Regions from separate parts of the Ovis aries genome. Here region 2 is linked to region 1. Evidence: chromatin contacts called from public Hi-C data. All regions are on one chromosome and are shown on one strand. The core of a region is the stretch at or near the end of the contact, and the rest is flanking DNA. Distances in the headings are between cores, read along the strand shown. Region 1 overlaps MITF (melanocyte inducing transcription factor). Region 2 has its middle 43 kb from the start of MITF.

Region 1 (5,461 bases), core at 1,359-3,858:
ACTGAAGTCCCCCTTCCATCCTTCCTTTTCTAGTGGACTCTTTTCTGGACTTTCATATCCTGAGCTTTCTTCTCTGAGTTCTCACAATACTTTGTTCCTTCCTTAATCAAAACACTTTGCAGCTAATAGTCAGCTACTTAAGTATTCCAGGGATTCCTAGGCCCCCAGTGTTCAGTTTTGTTCTGTGCCTATGTGAATGTTTTTTCTTGAGACAGTCCATAGTTTTCATGAGTCTCAGAAAAGTATTTGACCAAAAAGATAAGATATTATTTATAGGATTCTCTGTCCTCCTCCAAGTAATGAGCACCTAGAGGGAAGGAGCATATCTGATTTGTATTTATTTTCTTGGATGGCTATAATGATACTTTTTTTTTTTCCCCGAGTACCTGGATAAATGAATGTCTCTAAAAGTAAGACCATGGGGGTATGGCCTGGAGGTTGAGAACAGAGGATCTAGAGCCAGACTGTGCCTTGGATTGAATTTCCTCTCTGCAAACAGTCTAGCCAGTGATACAGTCACCTCAAAACCTCACTCTTCTCATTGGTAAAAGGGACATCATAATCGTGTTGCTGTTAGAGGGTTGTTATTGAGGAATACTTCAAGGCGTGCTGTGTAAAATGCCTAGCACAGGAGTACTTTGCATACTACCTATAATTAGCTGCTATTACTATTATTACTGAAGAACTTTGAAATGGGCTAGAGTATGAGTTTCTCTTGATTTTTCTAGTTACTATCATGGTGATATTACAAAAATATTTATCATGCCACTTTGAGGTTTCAGAGCTTAAAACCAGCATGCTTTCTCTAGTCAAGGTGACAGGTTCAGCTCAGAGACCTCCCTGAGATGTTGCTCTTGGGCATTTCCTTTCCCCCTGGCCTCAACCCTGGCTGTGTAGTGTCTTAGGTTCATGAAGTGCCAGCTAATGGAAATGTGTGATGTGGGCACTCTGCCCCCCGAGGATTTGGACATATGCTTCTTTGTGTTTAAATCAACAGAAAAAAGTGCAGCTGTAGCCACCCTTCTGCATAATCGTTGCAGTAGCCTTTTCTCCTTGCATGTTCTTGGAACCCCTGAGTGCCAAACCTGTCACTTACTGTCCCCTCTGTCTGTCTCAGGTAAGTCCAGTAGGTCAGATGAAAGGCAGAGACCAGCAGGGCATAATCACTAGTCTACGTATAGCACTGATGAGTAGCTGGACACAGATCACGGCTTACATGTTATTTATAGTAATGTGGCCATAGGGTCATGTTGGCAAGAAGCAGCCTTTAGAAAAGTGCTTTAGTTGGCCCATTAATGGTCACTAAATATAGAAAAAGTAGTTAGTGAAATCTCTTTACAGAAAATGTATTGTGAGCGGGGTGCATTGACATGAGGAGAAAAATTGTTGACTCCTGTTTTCCCATAGTCTTTTTTTTTTTTTTTGGAGTGTATACTTTGTCTTTACATCTCTGGTAACTGTATGACCTTTAGTGAGTTATTTGCAAATACTCTTAAAAAAAAGAAAAGTCTTAAAAAGTATGGTAACTTTATTCACAATCACCAAAATCTGGAGATGGCCCAAATGTCCTTTCACCTGTTAAAGGACACGTAAGCCATGGTTCATCCATACAGTGGAATATTAACGTGCAAATAGATACCAATACCTGCTACAGCATGGATTGAACTCAAATATACTTGTTAAGGGAAAGGAGTCAGACTCAAAAGTCTATGTTTTAAATGATCCCATTTATTTGACATTCTGGAAAAGATAAAGCTGCGGGAATGGAACAATAGGTGGTTTTCGGGGGACTGGGGTTGGGTGACGTTCTGACTCCAGATGGGCAGCCCAAGGAGTGTCTGAAGAGTAAGTGCAATGGGTCAGTGTACTCTGTCCTGCTGGCTTTAAAAGCTGTCTGGTAAACACCCCGAAATTTTGGTTTATTTATTTGACGTCTACGAGTTGGAGCTCCTTTGTCTCCTGTCCGGCAGAGCTGCTTACTTTAAAATAGTTCCTCGGCCTTGGCAATATTGAACATTGAGGGCTGGATTGTCTCTACTGTAGGGGCTGTACGGGAGCCTGTAAGGTGTTTAATAGCATCCCTAGTCTCTACGTACTAGATGCTCATAACACCTGTCACCCTAGTTTTCAAAAAATCTGTATTGAATTTGTTACGATATTGTTTATGTTTTGGTTTTTTTGGCCAGGAGAAAGGGGGATCTTAACTCCCAACCCGGGATGGAACCCCTGACCCCTGCACTTGGAAGGCGATGTCCTAACCACTGGACTTCCAAGGAAGTTCCTGTGTCCCCATTTGTGACAACCAAAAGTGTCTCCAGACATTGTCAGATGTCCCCTGGGGACAACAGTGTCTCATTGGAAAGCCACAATTTTAAAAGATTAGGATTCAGTGAAAAGGCATTGAGTTAGCATGACTGACAGGTGAGAATCATCCCATGCGGGCTCCAGGTTAGATAGCAGAATATTCTAGTCGGTTGGCAGAGGACCTTCCCTGGTCCTGGAGATCAGCCATTTCTTCTTACAAGTGCCTTGGCCATTTGACCTCGTGCTGGTGAGTGCTTTCTCTCCGCTCAGGGACTGTGAGAGCCTAGAAGTAGTATCTGTGTACTTGCCGCTCCCTTGCTCTTACCCCTCCTATCCTAGAGGTCAACTTTTTGGGTCTGATGAGTCATGCTTACTGCATTTATAAATTGCTTCCATTTCTCCCAAAGCAAAGAAAAAAACAATTTTTTTTTGGAAACCAGTTTAAAAAACTATAATAAATACTTGTTACTAAACCAAAATTAAAAGTGCCAGTGAACTATAAGATGATCATATTTCAGACATATTTTTATAGCTTCGTTAATAGTTTGATATTAATTCGGGCTTAAGAGTTACGGGAAATAGGCAGAGTGGTAAAATGATGGGACCTTTTGATCTTTAAAACTTTGATCTTCAAAATTTTAAATATATTTAGGTGATATATGGTTTTCCCATACCTTCTTTTTTTTAAATTTTATTTAATTGGAGGATAATCACGTCACAATATTGTGTTGGTTTCTGCCATACATCACCATGACTCAGCCACAGGTATATATATGTCCCCTCCCTCCTGAACCTCCTTGCCACCTCCCTGTCCATCCCACCCCTCTAGGTTGTCACAGAGCACTAGGTGGAGCTCCCTCTGCCACACAGCAAAACCCCACTCACTGTCTATTTTACATATGATAATATATGTGTTTCCATGCTCCTGTATTCGTCCCACCCTCTTCTTCCCCTGCTGTGTCTACAAGTCTGTTCTCTATGTCTGAATCTCCATTGCTGCCCTGCAGGTATGTTCATCAATACCATCTTTCTAGATTCCATATGCATGGGTTAATGTTTTTTCATGTCCAGCACAAACCTGTGTGTGAATCCCAAAGCATTATAAAGTTGGCTCCATCTAGTGTATGAAAGTATTATACAGCTAGAGGGGGAAAAAAAAAAAAACAAAACCAGCAACTCCATTCTGGGGACCTCCTTTGGTACTTCATTATGAAATTAGATTAAAAAGGTAAACGAAAACAAAGATGGGCTATAAGCTGTATTTGTGCCCTAGGAGATAATGCAGGCCAAAGTGACCTTCACAGTGTGAGAGGAGAGGCTGTAATATATCGAAGCATCAACATCCAGCATGCCTGACATTTTGTTCTAACAGCCTTGCCTTTTCTTTTTCTGGATGGAGGTCTTGTTTACAGGCACTATCAACAATTGTGGCTTGTCCACTTCCATTGTGATATTCTCCGTCCTCCTTGGCCTGGCCCCTGGTTTTCCTGTATGGAATCCTATCTGCCAGTCATGTTCATTTCCCACAGTTAGGAAGCGATTAGGGCTAGGCCCATGTACTGTGATTTCAGAGCCCTACATGATTTCCTTTATCAGACTGGAATTCTTTGTAGCTGTTTGCTTCTCACTGCAATAGAGTAGCCACTATTTGTGGGCTGTGTTTGATCTGGTTTCCACGGAAGGGTTCTGGCACATTCTTCGTTTCTCTTAATCAGGGTTCCCAAATTTGAGCCATACTCATCCTAACTTCATGACCTTTGCCCCCACATTCCATATGATGGCTTAAATAAATTAAAAATACATATTGAAAGGAAATGCCTTATTAAATGGCAATGACAGATGGATGCATGTGTAAAATAAATATAATGAAATTGGAAGAAAACAGTTAGATCCTTACTGGATGTGTTGTCAAGAAGGGCCTGAGTCTGAGATCTGAACTGTTTTTGTTACAAAGGGCAAGTATTGCAAGATTGAAGACATGTTAGCATCAAACAGATACTTTTCGTGGGATGAAAAGAAATTTGAAAGGGCCTTTCTCTCTGGGTAATTCCATGGTCATTTAATGTGGAGTCTTTGTGTCTCCATTTGAGATCATCCTGTATCCCACACGTTGAGAAACTTTGCTCACAATTACCCATCTTTTCCAGAGGAGTTTGTCATGCTCCCCCAAAGTCCAAAGCTTGTCTCCCCCTCAAAAGCCTTTTTCAATAATTCTTTATTTTCTGAGCACTGCTATACTTCTATTAACAAGAAGAAATTGTGCTGATATTCATATTTTCTCACTCTCTTTCCCAACTAGATTAAGTTAATTGAGGACAAGCAGTGTGTCTTTCTGTTTTGTTTCTAGTGAATGCCATTACTTTAACTCATGTTTGGTATAAATATTGAGGGAAGCCTGATTCATTTCCTGCTTGTGTTTTTTTAAAGGTAGATCATAGTCAAAAGTGATCAGAAAATGCACCATGATCAATTTCATTATTCACTTAACCCACTGACAACTAGTTATTGGGTTCTTTCACTGGATCTGGAATTGTGTCTGGTTAAAGAATGAAGAGGGAACTAAACAGAATGGGTTATTCCTTCTTGGAATTCAGACACCAGTGTAGGGTGTGGGGAGCAGACAACTAAAGAGGCAACTCCAGTGCAAGGTTCTAATTTTAGAATTAGTTTGCTTTTGTGATTGTTGAGTGGCTCACAGAAACTTAGAGCAGAGAACCATAGTGAGAAGCATGTGGGCTCTGGAGTTTTCAAACTCTGAATTTGCAGTTCATCAACATCTTGATTCTGAGCAAGTTACTCACCTCACTCCCTTTCCCTCTGTTTCTTCATTTAAATAAACATGAGGTATGATATGCAAATAAAAGGCACAGTTGTCAGTGTGATGATATGATGAATTCTGTACCTTCTCTCTTCCCCTGTCTCTTTTTTTAAAAAAAGAGGCAGAGACATGATCTCATGATTTTTTTCAGATTTTTCAAACTTTCTGCCTGGCTCAGTAGGAAATGAAAATGCACTGATCCTTGATCCAGTATTAGAAAGCAAATGTTTTTGTTAATGGGAATGTCATTGTAGATGGTGCTTTAAGATGGTAAATTCATGCAATTTCCAAATTACCTATTTTTGAGCATTCAGAGTTACTCCAAAACATTTCTGGCTT
Region 2 (5,470 bases), core at 261-2,760, 160 kb before region 1:
TTTAAAATTAGAGCTGTCTCAGAAGATCTGGGGACCTGTCTCTAAAATAGAGATATTGGAAGTAATGAGATTAATAATGTGACATTAATGAAGTAATGGCCTAACTCCTGCCAGTTGAGTCAGCCCCTGCCCAAGTGTAAATAAATAATAAATTGCAGAAATAACATTACCTGAGCCTCTAGACTATCCTCCAGCTGTTTGAAAAAGCTGTCTCTCCCTGAGGATCAGTCAGAGGGAAAATTTTTTTTAATTATCTTGAATTACTAAGATTACCATTTATTAGTGAATAATCATCCCTACTGGACTCTCAAAAGTGCTTAATTATACTTAGAGAATAATTTGCTCCAGCCTTAAAAATAAACTTGGATATTGCCTAAGTCCCTCTTAGGAATTTGGTACCTAATATAAATGAAATCAATGTCTACACAATTCCCAGAGTAGCAGTATATCCTCACCCCAGTCTATAAAATGATATTATAATGGTTACCTCTTGGGGTTTTGGTGCAGACTAAGAGATGATAGTCAGCAACTGGCTACATAGCAGGATGTTCCCAAAGCTTCGCATAGATATGTTAACGCACTATCCTTGCAATGGCCCTACTGTGTGCATGTCGCTTCAGCTGTGTCAGACTCTTTGCAGCCCTATGGACCCTATTATGTGGGTACAATTGTTATCTTTACAGATCCAGATACTTAGGCACAGAGAGTTTAAGTGACTTGCCTAAGTCACACTGCCAGTAAGAAACAGATCTCAGATTTTAACTCAGGCTGTTCAACTCCAGAGTTCATGCTCTGGGAAAGAAGAAGAAGGTTGGATTGGGATAGAAGCAAAAGGTGTTTGATAAAATCCCATGGGAGGTAAAAGCAGCCAGACACAGCAGAGAGAATAGTTAGGTTATGACTAATTGATGATACCAGGTGCTAGGAGTGTTTAAAAAAATGAAAGAGAGAAGGAACAGCATTTTCAACAGCTAAGGATCTGTGTGTCCCGTCAGTACCTCCAGAACCCATGCTCACCGATGGGCCACACCCTGGCTGGGGAGTGTGGAGCTGGCAAGACCTCAGCAAGGAATGGCTCTATGGGGCCTGGGAGGCACCAAGTGTACCTTGACACTTCGCCCTGGAGCTCCGGCCACAGCAGATTCCTCTGCCTTGCAACATAGCAGGGAAGCAGAAAGCCTCTGACTTCAGCTCTTAAAAGAGCACTCCATTTGGCATTGGTTGTCCTAAATTACAGAGTTGATTTGACTTCTGTTTGAAGGAAACCAAAGAGCAGCACTCTCTTCCTACTTTTGTTCCCCTCAATTGGTAAGTAAGGAGAAGATGGACTCCTGTGAGAAAGAAGTAAATCTAAACAGAGTTATTTTTGTTGGTAAAGGTTAACTGAAGAAAGTAACCTGATCTGTAACCACTTATAGACTTCATAAGTATTCTGTTCAAGTCTAGACCTGGATGCATCTCATCAAGCAAGAATTCGCATTCATGGAATTACTGCTTTGCACTTTTCCTGGGACAGAGAAAGAACTTCTGAACCTGATTCCTGAAGCCAGTCCTGGGCTCATCTCTTACATCCCTACTATCTGGTGGTAGGAACAGAGCTTAAAACACTCATTTCATCCCAAGTGCAGGTTGATCTAGAACCATGAAGGAAAAAAAAAATAGTTGAGAAGCATGCTGCTCCAGTCCTTCTCCCAACATTTATTGAGTGCTTTCTATGTGCTGGCCAACCTTCCCAATGCTTTCATTAGTTAATTCATTGAATCCTTGTGAGGATACTATACCTAACCTATAGTGAGGATAACTTAACCTAGTGAGGATATCCTAACCTTGTGAGGATAACTATACCTAAATGAGACAGGTATAGTTATCACTAAGGCTTAAACTTTGAACTCTGTCTGGCTCCAGTCCCCACCCCCCCCCCCCCCCCCACGCCCCCCGTCGCATGCCCCCCACTTAACCATTTCCCAAAACTGCTTCAGAAATCTTACCTGTTTCTTGGGGTGGAGGGAAGAAGGGCTGGATCTGTTGCCTCATTACTGTTGCTGATACAACTATGGGGACCGGAGATTAAAGTTCTTATTATCAACCCTGATTGTGGGGCCAAGAAAGATCAAGTCATGACTCTCCCATCTTCAGTTTCTTCATATGTTAAGTGAAGAGCTTGCATGTAACAGGATGCTACATTTGACACTATTGCTGATCAGTTACAGCCAAGGTCTGCGGGGCCTGAAACTTGTACAGTTGAGGTACTCCTTTAAGAAAAAGAATACAAAAATCGCAAATAGAAGTATTGTGTATGAAAGGGAATACACACATGGAATGAGGAAAGAGGAATTTAGGACTCAAATTGTGTTTCATTTATGGTATGCTCAGCTTCTCTGGATGATCTTTCTCTCAAAGCTTGTTTGGTTCTTTTCCTGCAGATATCCTTTGCTTTATGACCAATATAATTCAGCCAGTTAGCATCTATCTTATACCTACTTATTAGATAAGCTGAGTCCCCTCTGAGCCTCCACCTGTCATGCACTAGAGTTCAAGACAAACTCTATGGTTTAAGAAATAAATAGTCTTTATTGGAGAAAGGAGCAACTTATACAAGATCAGCAAGAGAAGAGAAGGCCTGAGTCCCCACTCTCTCATTACTCCCCAGAAGTCCACACCAGATCAGGGTATTCCACTGTATTCTCTCCTCAGGGGCAGGGAGCAGGTTTGAAATCACAGATTTTCTGGCACGGTGGTCTCAATTTGAGGATCAGCTATTCAGAAGGAGTGTTCTGGCAATACCAGGTGCCCAGCACCTGGAGACCTTGGAGCCTATGGGATGTTATACTTGGTTTCATGGGAAGCTGAGCTTGAGTGCAGCCCCTTGTTGCAGAAGAAAGGGGCATCTCTGATCTGATCCCAGCTAGCCCATTGTCCACTTAATCTGGAGTGAATATATATGATCTCCTCCAGACATTTTCCTTCCTTGCACCATACACTTGGTTCACACTAACTGATGCTTTGAAATGGTTTTCTATACACTCTAGCATTTATTGAGCACTTAATACTGCTAATTGAAAAGACTGCTGCTGCTGCTGCTGCTGCAGTCATTGAAAAGACTATGTCCTGGATAATTTCACTAACTCTGTGGGATAGGTGCTGTTATAAATATTATTATGTTCTCCACCTTGTAGAGAAAGAAACAAGGCTTAGAATGCTCATGTATTTCATCATTATTCCACCTAGCACAAGGCAGGTGTAGGAATCTACCTCTTGATTCCAGAGCCAGTGTCCCCAAAACTTTTTCCCATGGAAGGGAGGAAAAATCAGGATTAAGAAAATCAAGCTCAGAGATTGGCTCTAGAAAATCAAGCTCAGTCTTAGCTCTGGGACTAGCTCTGGCCTTGTGGTTCAGTTACTTCCAGCATTAGAGCTGGCCTTAGAGCTAGCACCATACCTGGGGGCAGGAAGGACCCCTCCTGCTGGATTTGGAGAGTGAATCAAAGGGGATAAATTTATAACTGGTAGCACCATAAAATGTTAATAAAGCAGAGCTTGTATCTTTTTAATTTTTGGATCTTTGGTGTCTGTGTGGGTACTCAAATGATGGCTGTTTAATGAATGAATGAAATGAGAATTCCTGTTGGATTAAGATAGAGAACTTCAACATGGGTTAGAAAACAGGGCTTAAACAGATAAAGGGACTCAATAATATCCTATTTTAGTTCACACGTCTTTGAAATAAGCCACTGAGGAGAACATACACAACAGTGTCACACACACACACACACACACACACACACTCACACACATAGCACACCACACACACCATATACTGCAAATGATTCTCAAAGCTAAGTGTGACTAAATTACCTGGCAAAGCTTTCAGTGAGGCTCAAAAGCTTCCTTTCAAGTTGTTGCTAATACCATGCTACCAGATTAATTTTTGTAATTGATATGTCTTGGGTGTATCTTAGAGGTAAAAATCAAGAACTCTATTTCTTCCTTTCTCGCCTTTCCAGTGTAACTTTCAGGTACAAATATAGATTGAAGTGTTGCTGTTGTTAAAATGACACACTTTTTCACAAAGGCTAAGATTAGAGAGTTTCGGAAGAGAAATTTGCAAGCCCATGGTCCAGCCTAGGAACAGTGAGACATCATTCAGCACCCTTGAGTTTACTGAGCACCTACTACGCACTATGGATGAGTCAGAGAGGTATTATGAGGATATTCTTGTCTTAGTGTCTTTCCCAATGTCTTTAAAGAGACAAGGCCTAAATATAGGCATGTTTACTAAGGGTGCAGTTATTGCCTAAGAATTAACACTGCAACTAGTATTATAACTAATAGGGGTTTAAATGGTATAACAATGTAATTGATCACATACCAAGATGTCTGGGTATTAGTAGTCTCCCATGGACGGAGGAGCCTGGTGGGCTGTGCAGTCCATGGGCTCACCAAGAGTCAGATATGACTGAGCGACTTCACTTTCACTTTTCACTTTCATGCATTGGAGAAGGAAATGGCAACCCACTCCAGTGTTCTTGCCTGGAGAATCCCAGGGATGGGGGAGCCTGGTGGGCTGCCGTCTATGGGGTTGCACAGAGTCAGACACAACTGAAGTGACTTAGCAGCAGCAGTCTTAGGATTGATTGAGTGGTTTAACCATTTCAGGGGTAGGAGTTTCTGAGATAGTTCTGGTTTTTCTTTTCCTTCAGCATCATGAGATATCTGCTACATATTTAGATAAATCCTCACATGGACATGTCTAAAAGCAATGAACAGGATATCTAATGAGAGAGATCTTCTTGAAGACGTCTCTCTTTGATCATATAAAGGACTTGTTGCCCTCCCAATAGGCTTTGGCCAGATCTGGACAAGCCGACTTGAAGGAAGTCTGAAAATAGAAGTATCTAGTTTTTTCAGGCTTTATGATAGGAGGCAACAAAGCAGTAAGGCAATTGGAAATTGGCCCTGGAAAAGACAACCCAGAGTCAGAAACAATGACTAAATACTAAATAACTAGAATAAACTTCAGTTCAGTTCAGTCGCTCAGTCATGTCCGATTCTTTGTGACACTGCAGACTGCAGCACACCAGGCCTCCCTGTCCGTCACCAACTCCCGGAGCTTACTCAAACTCATGTCCATCGAGTCAATGATGTCATCCAACCATTTCATCCTCTGTCCTCCCCTTCTCCTCCTGCCTTCAATCTTGCCTAGTGTCAGAATCTTTTCCAAAGAGTCAGTTATTTGCATCAGGTGGCCAAAGTATTGGAGTTTCAACTTCAGCATCAGTCCTTCCAAAGAATATTCAAGACTGATTTCCTTTAGGATTGACTGGTTTGATCTACTTGCAGTCCAAGGGACAGTCAAGAGTCTTCTCCAACACCAAAGTTCAAAAGCATCAATTCTTCAGCATTCAGCCTTCCTATGGTCCAACTCTCACATCCATAAATGACTACTAAATAACCATAGTTTTAACTAGAT

The links. Hi-C and Micro-C count contacts between places; a contact is called where the count stands out from the background.
Region 2: a contact with region 1 is called in a Hi-C map of tail adipose tissue, with 5 times the contacts expected there. The contact joins two enhancer-like sites. A contact is called at or near these places in 5 of 16 Hi-C or Micro-C datasets (hypothalamus, muscle, skin fibroblasts and 1 more).

What each region holds. Positions count from the first base shown.
Region 1 is chr19:31,795,763-31,801,223 of ARS-UI_Ramb_v3.0, reverse strand. The region is part of intron 1 of MITF (melanocyte inducing transcription factor); the gene reads left to right. Among named protein-coding and RNA genes, the nearest start is that of MITF, 110 kb to the left of the region's middle. Within about 2 kb of position 2,608, at least 6 of the 54 cell types and tissues checked have an H3K27ac peak or open chromatin away from gene starts, as enhancers often do. A contact at or near this core is called in tail adipose tissue, where this site is marked.
Region 2 is chr19:31,951,386-31,956,855 of ARS-UI_Ramb_v3.0, reverse strand. No RefSeq gene overlaps it. Among named protein-coding and RNA genes, the nearest start is that of MITF, 43 kb to the right of the region's middle. Within about 2 kb of position 1,510, at least 3 of the 54 cell types and tissues checked have an H3K27ac peak or open chromatin away from gene starts, as enhancers often do. A contact at or near this core is called in tail adipose tissue, where this site is marked.